Regions from separate parts of the Zea mays genome. Here region 1 is linked to region 2. Evidence: chromatin contacts called from public Hi-C data. All regions are on one chromosome and are shown on one strand. Each heading gives the region's core, a stretch centred on a gene start, on an enhancer-like site or on the middle of the called end of the contact. The rest is flanking DNA. Distances are from core to core; before and after follow the strand shown. Region 1 holds the start of LOC100279778. Region 2 holds the start of LOC103627316.

Evidence for each region. A called contact is a pair of places that touch in the nucleus more often than the background predicts.
Region 1: a contact with region 2 is called in a Hi-C map of ear, with 5 times the contacts expected there. The contact joins the promoter of LOC100279778 here to the promoter of LOC103627316 in region 2. A contact is called at or near these places in 7 of 25 Hi-C or Micro-C datasets (ear, leaf, root tip and 1 more).

The regions. Positions count from the first base shown.
Region 1 is chr5:178,725,003-178,731,425 of Zm-B73-REFERENCE-NAM-5.0, forward strand. It overlaps LOC100279778, which reads left to right and starts at 4,056. Exons shown (of 5, transcript NM_001152736.2): 1 at 4,056-4,802. The coding sequence starts at 4,706.
Region 2 is chr5:178,544,203-178,550,868 of Zm-B73-REFERENCE-NAM-5.0, forward strand. It overlaps LOC103627316, which reads left to right and starts at 2,596. Exons shown (of 2, transcript XM_008647623.4): 1 at 2,596-3,200; 2 at 3,294-3,736. The coding sequence starts at 3,186. The coding sequence ends at 3,545. TRNAS-AGA (transfer RNA serine (anticodon AGA)) reads left to right here and starts at 1,526; the gene lies at 1,526-1,607. It overlaps LOC109939574, which reads left to right and starts at 5,264. Exons shown (of 3, transcript XM_020537756.3): 1 at 5,264-5,531; 2 at 5,687-5,822; 3 at 5,906-6,607. The coding sequence starts at 5,380. The coding sequence ends at 6,148. It overlaps TRNAL-AAG (transfer RNA leucine (anticodon AAG)), which reads right to left and starts at 435; the gene lies at 355-435.

The sequences.
Region 1 (6,423 bases), core at 2,806-5,305, 180 kb after region 2:
GGAGACTCCCACATTAGTGGGGTATGGAAAAGGGAAAACCAAGCAAGCAGTCAGCCATTTTTGCTTGGTTATATGTAGTTGTAACGAGGGAATAAGAAGGTTTCTGTGTAAACCAGTGCTACAAGTGATGAATTTGGCAGCTTACCATATCTCTACTAAGGGTCAAATGTAGAGTTCATTGTTCTTTTGAAGGTGATTATGAAATATGGCCTTGATCCAACAATAGGGAAGCCGAAATAATGCTTATCGTTCTTGAAGGTGAATATGGACTATGGCCTTATTCATGTGTATTTTATCGTGAACCTATCATGTTTAGGCCAGCTGTGCTATAATGTCTGTCATCAAAGATCTTAATATTTCGGCATTGATCCAACCCTTCTGATTAAATTCAGAGCAAGTCAACATTTATCCAATCCTTTATCCAATCCAAGTGCAGTGGAAACAAGTTTGCAAGATTTTGCAGGGTGATTGTGGTCACAGCCAAAAGCTAGGGAACAGACAACCAGCAATGACATTGTGGCAATATGCAAGAAAAGTGCAGTGGAAAACAACATGTGGAATCGCATCCACATGAAGAAGAGGCTTCAGGTCATGGAGATATTCCTGCTAAGTAGTGAATCAGTATGATGTGTCATCCAGTACATAAACCATGTAATTATAGTAGTTACCCAGATTCCCAGAACAAGATAGGTTATGTTGATGTTACATACAATGCGAGGACCAGTGCAATTTGTCCTGCTGACATAGTAGTGCAAGTTAACTAAATTACCTTAATCAGTCCTTATAACATAATGTTCCCATAAAGGAGTACACAGGACAGAAATCTCTCCCCTCGTTCATTGACACCAATCAGTTCCTGTAAAACTGAATAATGATCTCAAAGTCATGTATTTCGGTCAGAGGTGTGTTATCCTCTGAATAGTGAATTCTTCTATTTATAATGTTTGAATTGACAGTCGTTTTTTAGTGGCTGTGTGGATCACCTTTGGATTTTCAAAACCCGTTTTGTGAATGGGATTATAATAATCTGGATTATTGGTTATTGGTTAAAATAATCTGGGTTGTTTGGATCCTTGGATTATAGGTGCTAGATTATAGGATTTGGTCTTTTGAGCACCAACCACCTATAATCTTGTATTAGCAGGTTTGAGATGGATTTTAGGATTCCAGTAATATGTTGGTTATAATTCAACCATAATCTAGGGTGTTTGGATCACTTAGAGTTTTGTATTTTAAAATGACCTAGAGATTATTACTATAACTGACAGGTGATCCAAACAGGCCCAGCAGTTTCTGGCGAATATTTTCATTGGAACCCTAATACTCTTTGATCCAGTGGAAACAAACTACTATAGTGCTGCATGTCAAGAGTTTTCCCCCTTAAACTGAATGTCTTTGTTGATCAAGTCATGTACTCATGTCAGTACCAAAAACAATTGTTGTTATTCAATGTATTTACTAAACTGCTTACATTTGATCCCAAACAAATAAAAAATATACATATCGTAAAAAACCGTGCTTCTTAAATTATATAACATGTTTTATTTTTCCTTAAAATGTTTGACCTTCTATAGAATCTGCTAATGTGATCTGTTCATGCTGGTTCTTATGCAACTTGTACTTGTGATCTGTCTTTTATCCCCCTTCACATGATTCCGCTTGTCCTTGTGCAGATTCTATGGTTTTTCTTCTGAAGGTAACATTAAACCAACAGTTGAGGTGATTACCCTGTTGAGCTGTTTGCTTCACTATTGCCAAAGTAATTTTTCTCAAGAAGCTCTATCGTCTTGTTTTGTTAGTCTGAGATATTTAAAGCACTGGAAAGAGCAAAACTGATGGTTGGCAATAGGAAAGAATCATGCTACTCGAGGTGTGGAAGAACTGACAAAGGAGTTTCGGCTAGTAGACAGGTAGCTGCAGAATCCCTGTTATTATGGCGATTAACGCAAACGCCAGAGTCTAATAAATGGAAGTTTGATATATGCTTCTTTATACCTGTAAATCATGGTCTCAGCTTTTTTGTGTTCTGGAGTAATACATGGTACTGACTTTAATTGCTATATAATAAACATTTTTCAAAACTCCCAGGTATTTTCTATAGTAATGAGTTGTTTCTGGTTTTCATGTTATTAAGAGCACCCATGAGGACTTATATGTGTTCTGAATTCTGAAGTAACACTATTGCCTGTTTTTAGTGCTAAAAGTACACCTTTTGTCATCATGGTCTCAGCAAGTGGTGGCCCTTCAGCTGTCGCTTGCGGTGTTAGCACTGGACAGCAGCACAACAGAATGAATTTTGACCCAGCATCCACCGGCATGGATAAGTTCAAAACACCAGAACTTTCTAAAGCGAAAATGGTCTCCAGGAGGATGGGATAGGAGAGAGTAGTATGTATGACGAAAGGCAACCTAAGAGAAGGAAGCGTACCCTTATGAATAATGAGCAAATAGATGAATTAGAGAAGGCTCTAGTAGATGAGCCTGAGATGCACAAAAACCCTGTTCTATTGCAGAGTTGGTCAGAGAAGTTAAGTCTGCAGGTAAGTTTTTTTTCACTTTGGGGCATTCTATTTTGGACCGACCAAATATGTGTCATTCAAAAGGAAGATGACAATCGAGGTGTTTTGAGGCAAGAAAATTTTAGCCACACTGCCATAGAAGGTTTTAAGTTGGTCCAACCATATGGCAGTAATATATCTTGTGCTCAGCATGGATATAGAAATATTGAATGGTTATTAAAACGATAAAATTTTAGGTTCCTTTAAATATTTCTAGCACAAAACACCTTTATTTAAATGGATTCCTAGTCTCATCCCTACTGCCAAGCTTCAGCAGTGGTTGCTGCTGCATCATAATCTTTTGCCACAGATTGTATTGCAAAAAAGAACAAATCCGTCCAGCAAGAAGTGATCCCTTGGGTACCCACTACAGGTCTGTTTTACTCCCATCCATGTGGACATACTAATAACCGAAATGTAGGTCTGTTTTAAATTCAGAGCAAGTCAACATATGTACTAACTATTTTCCAATCCTTTATCCAATCCATGGGACATACTAATAACCGAACAAGGCCTACATTTGGGGCTGCTACCTTCTGACCGATTAAGGCTTTCACCTATACGAAACCTAGCTTCAGCTTTAGGGTCAAATCCACCTATGACCTATACTCGAAATTTATTAGCTTCAGCTCAATACTATACTAAGTGTGCTTGAGCAATTCACATGAGAACTAAGTTATCAGAATCAAGCAAAATAATGCATAGTATAATTGCATACCTTGGTCGAGGCCTGCGCGGTTGATATCGTTCCTCTCCGGATGGCGGGGGCAAGATCCTTTCCGTCGTTCTTCCTCTCCAGCGGCACACTGGCGTGCGAATGAAGGGGGTGTGGCGAGGGAATGAAGGGGGCAGGGTGGGGGAATGAAGAGGGCAGGGATTTGAGCAGGGATGAACTAATTGATGACGGCGGATTGATGCGGGCAGTTGTTGGCGGATAGCTCGGGCGTTTGCGGTGGCAGTTCGCGGAGAGGTCTTGAGACAGGGGATGGCGAGCGTGCGCGTAGTGCGCGTCATGGCGGCGGGATACCCGGAGGCAGGGCGTGCGCGCGCGGGATTCCGCGGGATCCGCGAGCGCGGGATCCGCGGCAGGTGGTGGTGGGCGGCCGAGCGCGCGCCGGGGTGTGGGTGAGCGGCCGAGCGCGCCGCGTGGTTGGAGCGGCCGAGCGCGCGCGGCGGGATCCGCGGGAGGCACGTCGCGCACGCCGGGAATCGTGGCGTGGTTGGAGCGGCCGAGCGCGCGCGGAATCCGCGGATGCAGCGCGACGCCGGCGGAATCGCGACGTGGCTAGGGTGCGCGGCCGAGCGTGTAGGGAGACAGGGGATGGCGGAGGCAGTCTACATTTGGCCATTAATAGTTAGTAGAGATAGTATTATAAAATTATAGTTTCCAAGAATATGCCGTGAACTTTTGTCTACAACAACTAACTGTGATTATTCCGAGTTGTTGGTATAAAACCCACCCACGATATATCCGTAACCGTTTTGCATTTTTTTCTTGCGCTCCCGTAGGCCCCTCTCGCCCCAGCACCGCAGCCGCCGAGCCAAGCGACTCGCCTAAAGAAACTGCCAATTCAATACGACGACTAATCTCGCCGCCGCCGCCGCCGCCGCCGCCGCCGCCGGGTTCTTCATCCGCAGGGACAGAGTTCTTCATCTCCGCACCAATACTTTTCTCCTTTGATTGATTTCTAGAGTTTAATCCGAGGCGCTCGTCGTGTGGTGGGTTGCGCCCTAAGACCTCGCCCGGAAGGTCAGGAGGTTTAATCTAGCTGAAGGGTTCTTCCCGCCGCTGCTCGTCGTCCCCATTGCGGCCTTGCCGCCGGCCTGCAACCGACGGCAGGCAGGCCGGGCCTTCATCCTCCTCCCAATCACCAGGAGGAGTCGCCCCTCATCGTCCTCTCCCTTATACTGCACGGATTCGTTTGGCTCTTGGTGGTGCCCTGCTAATGCAATCGAGTAATCTCATCTAGTCTAGGCTTTCCATCCGCGGTTTAGGTTCTTCCTTTCAAGCGCGCACAAGCATCCACCCAGGTACGGGCTGGTGCAGTTTTTCTTCCCTGTCCCCTCATGCCCTACGGGAGGTCCACCCCTGGCCCGGCCTCTCAAGCGTGGCTGGTGGGTGGACGTTGAGTGGTGCCTGCAGAGCCATGGATCAGGACACACCGACATTGAAGCCGGGATGGATGCAGCATGACAAGGCAGCAGGCGCTCCAAACATCTGGACTATAGCTTCCTCCCACTCAGGTAAACTCCACTGTTATTGCGAATTTTGAGCCTATTGATGTCAGCTAGCTGTGGCTGCTGTGCTATAGATACAATGCAATTGTAACACCACATTAGGATTGGTAGGTTCTAAACTTCACAGTATAATTGGGGTTACCGAATAACACTTGTAAAAACTGAAAAAATGATGCTTTTGATTTGTTTTTGTGCTTCGAATGCATTAATCATCAAAGGCTGTTTATTTATAGGAACAGTTTTCATTTGTATATATGTGTTTAATCTACCGTGACTGCAGTTTAGAGGCTGTTTCTAGACAGGGGCGAAGCCACATAGGGCCCAAGCCGAGTGCACGTGCACCAGGGAAAAACAGTTTCTAGTGATTAAAAAACTAAATTCTACCACTTGTGCACACCCTAATTTTTATTTAGAGAAGATTTTTAATACATGTGTATATTGAAATGTCAAGTGTGCACTAGGATTCTCCGGCCTCTAGCTTCGCCCCTGTTTCTAGATGTGGGCTCTTGATGCTGGAAATGTAGATTTTGTTGTACTGGGAGATGGTTTCTTGGATGGACATCATGGTTGATATGGAGCAACTATGGGAGTTGTTCAGGAATTTGTGTCTTCCCTACTAATGAAGCTGTTTCCGAGGAAACACTAAAGAAACATATTGTAGTTTGCATGGTCTTTGTAGTGTGAATGGATGGTGCATAGATGAGACGTATGATTTATATAATTGCTAGCACTGTGGCGGGAAAATGCATATACTTGTTATGCCCATAAAACAAGGGAGGTGTTAATGCTTTAGTATATGACATGTATTTGCACCTTCTAATTGATACATGTCTCTCTAATTGGGGCACTACTATCAGTCAGCATTTAATACATTTTCTTATGGGAAAAGGATGAGTAGGAAACATCATCAACATCAACATCAACATAGCCTTTTAGTCCCAAGCAAGTTGAGGTAGGCTAGAGTTGAAACCCAACAAGATGTCACCAAAAGGAGAGAGAGAGAGAGAAAGGAGAGGGGAAAAGCTTTTGAGAGCACTAAAAGGAAAAAGGTCTAATCACGGTTCGGGCACGTGGATAGCTTCTTTCCAAGCACTTCTATCCAAACACAACTCCATTGGGATATTCCATTCCTTCAAGTCCCTTTTGATTGCCTTCTCCCATGTCAAGTTTGGTCGACCTCTACCTCTCTTCACATTATTGTCCCGTCTTATGATGCCTCTATGCACCGGTGCCTCTGGGATCTCCGGTGGACATGCCCAAACCACCTCAACCGGTGTAGGAAACAATATATATATTTGCTATGTTATAACTAAAATGGCATTTGTGTTTGACGGGAAGTTATGTTATGCTTTAAACTAGTTCTTTTGGCTTCTAGAAGAAAAACACACTGTATTGGCTGATTAATTAGTTCAACTAATTAGGTCATTTAAAAAAAAATAAATGCATTGTTGCACTGTTGTGTGTTTGTACCGTACTATGTTGAATTGTTCATAGTATCACTTGACTTTTTTATACAGGTTTCACTTTGTATTTTGTCCATTTTATGAACCCCTTTTGTAATGAAGTTATGTGATTGTTTTTTACTCCTGAGTTTTCTACTGCTTTGTTTTACTCGTTCATCAAAGTG
Region 2 (6,666 bases), core at 1,346-3,845:
ATCAAAATTGATCCTACATGACAGTGTAGCCAGCTACTAGATATTCAGTTCAGCTCAAGATGACAGAACAGTTCATCATTGTAACCAGTTCAAGATGACAGTGTAATCAGCTCAAGATGACAGTGTAATCAGCTCAAGATGACAGAACAGCTCAAGATGACAGAACAGCTCAAGATGACAGAACAGAACCACACATGACAGTGTAAAGTATATAGATAGGAGTATCAGTTCTCAAAAACCAAAACCAGATCAAGTGTAGCATATCTGTTCTTAAACACCAAAAACAGCAAAACAACATAAATGACAAAACAATATGTCTAAGGATAAAATTAGTATCTCAAAAAACAAAATAATTGACGAGAGTGGGATTTGAACCCACGCCCTTTCGGACCAGAACCTTAATCTGGCGCCTTAGACCAACTCGGCCATCTCGTCATGCTGGTTATATTTTCCACATGTTGTATTTTATCCATAAACGATTTTCTTGTGTCAACGCACCACCATTCCTTTTACTCCTCTGAACCTCTGCAGATTATACAGTTCCTCGGAACTGCAAGAACACGTGAGTCGCCAATCCGTTCTTATTCACTTCCTGTTCTTCAATGTAATCCGGAACGCCATCTCCTCTTACACTATGGTATGTCGTTTCCATGAGGTATATAATTGCATTAAGGATATCTTGCTGCCCTTTTCCATTGTAGATAAAGAGTGTCATCGTTAATAAAGAGCGTCTCAATCTTCAGAAGATCATACAGTTCTTGATTTTGGGCTGCTGACTATGACGTTGCTGAACTCAATAAAACAAACGATGTCTCAAGAAAGACAGGCGATCTGAAATCAAGCTGTGGGCCATACAAATTCAACTTTAAGCCCTGAGAGAGGTCAGAGTTAATTTCTGTCTTGTATGAAGTGTAGCATTGCTTAGGCTGCTTACTATGACGACGTTGCTATTGAATTATTTTAATTTATGTCTTTTACCAGAAAACAACCGTAACAAATAACGGTATTTCAAACAAAGTAACAAGAAGGATTTTTAGTTTCCATAAAATATTGCCAGATACAGTTACGAGTTATTCTGATGGTTTTCAGTTCTTGAGAAAAAAATTAGGTCAGACATAAAACTTTTGCTGGAAGATTGAAATTAAAAAGCTTAGTGCGTACAAGAAGGCAAGAGAAGACACTAGTAAAGTACTGTCACTGCGAGAGCGCCAGGTCGAACTAATTACAAAGGTGGACTTTTACATTAGTTTACTTCAGGACACTGCAAATCTACGTTACTACTGCCTTCAGCAAAACGTGTGACATGACTTAATTCAGTGGGTCTCGAGGCTTATCATATGTAACCCTGTTTGCTCTAGTGTAATCTTTCAATGCCATGCATGTCGTGGTCACATATTCACCTGCCAAGTATGGGCCCCCATATTGCGTTGTTTCTCACTGGCTCTTTTGCATTCATCGCGTATATACATGTGCGGGCCGCGTTTTGTTTACAACAAAGGTTGCCTTAACAGGTTTTAACGTAACAGTGGTCGTGCCGGAGTGGTTATCGGGCATGACTAGAAATCATGTGGGCTTTGCCCGCGCAGGTTCGAATCCTGCCGACCACGTTTTTTTTTGCATTTGATGATGCACATTCTTTATCGTTTTTGCGCCTCAGGTAGTCAACTTTTTGTACGGTTTGCACCAAGTGATTGCCTAGAATCCAGCCTATGTAATTTTTTAGCATCAGGAATTATGTAGTTTCTATTTATGTTTTATGAATTATGTAATCTTTATTTATGGTTCACGTTATTTTTTATTTATGCTTTATGAATTTTGTAGATTATATTTGCTTAATTATGTAATCATGTGTATTTATTTTAATAAAACTACATGTTTATGTTGTCTAAAAGTTTGTAAAAGAAAATTTGATGTGGGGGTAAGATGGTTGTAGACCGACGATAAAGCAATGTTATTAAAACACTGTTCAAGCAATTTGACCTAAAACAAAATTTTACGACATTTAAATGTTTCATGCATTTAAGACTTTTAGCTACTTTGGACCGAGCCTAAGTCTAGACCGTGGCGCTTGCCCTACTCCCTGAAGCCCGATGGCTAGCATCGACGTGTGCTGTCGTTCGTTTGTCGTGCCATGTGCGCCCTCTTTCTCCGCGTCGTGTGCCGCTGAACTAAGCTGCTCACTCTCCCTCCATGTCGTGAGTCGTGACCCGTGTACGCCTTGTGTTGCCCTTCTCCTTCCGCGTCGGTGTAGTCGGCGCCATCCACACCGCACAGGCACAGCCCATCCTTTGTGCCTTTGCGGACGTTCCACAGCCGGCTCCGCGCCCCCGGTGGCTAGCAGCGACTTCTCTCATGTCTCATCCTCTCTACTAACCTCCCAAGAACTTCGTATTTTATCTGAAGTTATATTATGATATATTGAAATTTTGTTGAAGATGAAACTATAGCGAATCGATTTACTGGAAATGGTCCGAATTTTTCTTTGCACCTTCCTTGCCGTGCCGTGTCCGCTGTCTTGGAGTTGGAATTGGAAGCACCTCCGGTCGAGCGCGGCAAGCAAGCAACTAACATCCGGGTGACAGATGGAGCGGATTGGCGGCCTGATCGATAGGAACTATGCCCCAGCGCAGCAAGGCCCCCAACGTTGTCTCTGTCCATTCATGACCCCCTCGCTCAAAACTACAAATTCTACGCGCGGCACACCAATTATGTCCGTGTGCCGCGGCGTCCGTAATAACCAGCCAGCTAGAGAGCGGCCGGGAGAGATAGAGAGGTGGAGCAGATGGCTCTGTCGAGGACGGCGTGGATCGCCGGCGGTCTGGTCGCGCGGCTGCTGCTGATCGCCGTCCTGGCCTTGACCGTGCAGTCGAGGTTCTCGAACAGAACCTACTACGACTTCAAGGCCGCCGGCTACAACAACGATCTCCAGAGCTACACGTACGTACGTCGTCGTCGTCGTCGTCTCCGCCGGCGCCGCGTGGATACAGCTTAACGACTATTAGTAAACTCCAGGCCTTGCTGAAACGGTTCTTGCTTGTGTGTATAACTGTATCTGTATATATGCTGCATGCGTGCGCCATCGGGGACAAAAAAAAAAAAAGGTACGCGGTGGTCGTCTACCTCCTCTGCAGGGGCAAGCGGATGATGACGCCCAGGCGCCCAGCTCGCTCATCCTCGACGTCAGTATGTACGCCGACATTGTACGTGCGCTCGACCGGACCGCGATCCCGTACCGTAGATATATACTCCTCCACTCATGTGCCATAGGTTTCAATTCGATCGTGATGGTGCAGGTGGTCACCGTGGTGCTGGCCAGCGGCGTGGGCGCGGGCTTCGGCGCCACCGACGACGTCTTGGAGTACGTCGAGCATGGCTCGCGGTGGGCGGAAGAGGCCACGCAAGATCTCGTCAAGTACTACCACAAGGGGCTCATCGCCATCGTCTTCCTCCTCATCGGCATGGTCCTGTCCGTGTGCGCCACTGTCGTCTCCACCAGGCTCCGGGTCAGGGCAGCAAGCAACGACGACATCGCCGACGACGTCTGACCAGTGGATCCGGGCGCGCGCGAGAGAGATTAAGCAAACTCAACCTGTGCGTTAGTTCAGAATGCATGACCCTCCTATGTGTGGTAAATTGGTAATCAGCTGGGGACAAGAGGCTCCCCCTCTTGCCTTGCCTCAGAATCTTGTTAACAATGTTGCACGATATATATATATATATATGTCCATTTGTGTGATTAAGTTATTTCTGAAATCCTCTCGATTTTTTAATCGAAGACCTGAGATGCCATGCCTTCCTAGCTAGTTTACTAGTAGCACCGAATTTTAGTTGTTGCTACATGAGACTAAATTTCATAATAATGTTTCCTTCCATGATCTAGTACCCCGGTTGCTGATACATTTGTAATTCTAACGTTCTGTTGTGACGCGTTCAAATAGAAAATGTTTTGAATGGAATACCAAGACGTACTTCTACTCTTGGTTACGTTTTTGGTTTGTATGCTCTTCTACAAGTATTAGACAAAGAGCTTCAGACCTCAGTACTGATGTATATATCACTGTTGGTTCTAACTGCATGCAGACGTTCTAAAGCAGTATCAGTCTCGGTTAGTGGCTCTAATCAATACTAATTAACATCACTTATTAGTACTGATTACAGTAATCAATTGGTTGGTAACACCAATCGATACTAAATTTAGAAGAGCCACCAATCCATAGTAACGACTCTTTAGAGTTAAAATGAAAAAGAAAAGCATCTTATTTCTAGTTATAGATAGCTCTACAACAGAGTGATAAGAGGGAACACGCAAAGCCCTAGATCTTAGGTTGTTCAAATCCGCATCACACATGTGCAATATATTTTACGCAAAAATCGTGTGACTTGGGATGTGTACCAGACTATAGACAGTACCCTAGAATAGACTAGCTATGAGCTCATTAATTATACGATTTTTTTAAATTGATACCCTTAGATTTACTGGCTTCCTTATTTTTTGTGTATAGTCGCGATTTCTTTTTGGTAGCCATATGCATATTATAATATATTTTTCATATATCTAAATGAGATGTTTCAATTGATCGTAATACTGCTTTTATTTCTATACTCTACTCTACACGGTGATGTTTTCGCTTTTTACGCCTAATTCCGATTTGTCCACTTTTTCTGGTCTCTTTTTGTAGCGTGGTGACCTAAATGACACAACGTGCCAAGTATGATGACCGCACGTCGCTGCATTTACTTTGATTTTGCATATATATGCTGCTCCATCGTCTACATCATCTTTGTGCGTACGTCTATGAGTTATGACTTGGTTCAAAAATCATCAGTCCAAGTAATACCACTCACATATAAGCGACCACACACGCACCATGTGGCTACGCTGTTATGAAAGCGCGTAACCATCCGAAACGATATAATAGCGTATGTTTCCTCGAAGGATGGATGCCGTGCCCGTAGGCCATATAGCTTTTGCAGCTAGCGCCGGACGGCGTTGGAACTAAGGAAGGAAGCATACATGTGTAATTTCCGGCCTTGACAGTTGTAGCGGATATACTGCAGTGCACATAGGCGGTGTCGCCATCGACACGACGTTGGGAGCAAAAACAAGCACATAATATATATATATCCCCCGGCCGGCTAGCTGAGCAGCTAGTAGCTAGCTGTTGTGATTGCCTGCTTCCCACGAACTTACATTTACACACGTCGGCAGCTGTTCTCTTCCTTGCATTGCACATTTGCACTACAAATACGCACGCACGCGCGCAAGCACTAGCAAGACTCTACTATACATGGGGGCCGGGCGTGACGTCCGTACGTGCGTCGTCGCCGCCGTCCCTAGCTAGCTAAGGACGACGAGAGGTAGAGGAGCAGGGCGTGATAATGGCGCTGTCGCGGAAGGCGTGGATCGCCGCCGGCATCGGTGCGCGGCTGCTCATGATCGCGGCCCTGGCCGTCAGCGTGCCGCTCACGGTCCACAACCACACCAAGCGCGACTACGGCAGCGATGACTTCTACAAGCTCCAGAGCTACTCGTACGTGATCCGATCCATCGAGCAAGGGGCGCCGCCGGCCGTGCTGTGATACGTACGGCGGTAGTCGTTTCATTTGATTTGATTTGATTTGTTCCTCGTACGTCTCGTCGCTGCTGCTGTACGCGCGCGCATATGTGATGATGTACAAACTGAAGGTACGCGGTGGCGGTGGCGGTGATCGCGATGGCCGCCGGCGTGCTGCAGATCCCCGTCTCCGTCTACCTCCTCTGCATGAGCAAGCGGGTGACGCCCAGCGCCCTCATCCTCGACATCAGCCTGTGCGCCGACGTGGTAAGACGCTAGACGCATGCAATGTCGTCATGTCATGCACACGTGTACACGTATATGCGATAATGTAAGCATGTGTGGCGCAGGTGGTCACCGTTCTGCTGGCCAGCGGCGTCGGCGCGGGGTTCGGCGCCACCAACGACGCCTTGCGGTACGTCCACCACGTGAGGTGGGACGACGCCGGCGTCAAAGACGATCTCGTCGACTACTACAACAAGGCGACCGTCCCCGTGGTCTTCCTCCTCCTCGGGACGGTGCTGTCCATGGCCGCCACTGTCGTCTCGGCCAGGCTCCGGGCCCGGGCGACCGATGACCACACCGACTTCTGACGACCATCGATCGATCGCACGTCTCTCACCATCTCTCGATCCAGGCGGCCAAGATCATCGTCGATTCTGTCCATATTATTACCCCCCAGTATCCCCCACAACATTTCAGATCTGTATGTACGTTGTGTGTGCTTGTGATTTGATTTTCAGTTTGATTATCGTTTGTCCAACGCTGTACAAACAGTGGGATTGGAAGACCTCCTTCGGCTATATATACCCTCCTCCTGGCATGCAGTCACCCTCTCTTTTCCATGTGATATTTTGTGCATACGTCTCCTTTCTGTATACTGGCTAGCAAATGTGTGCCCTTGTGTGTTGCTACAGAATGCAAAGCCTTATCATGCATACAGAGTCACCTAAACGATGTGTGGTGTGAACGTGTGGTTCACCGTTTATCTGTTTTAATTTGGACGACACGTTTGGGGAATAATTGAACTGGAATCGGACTTTATATTGTCATTGAACGTGCATTGTTCTGACTTGGTTGCAGTTTTTAAGAATTTGATTTATGAAAACTG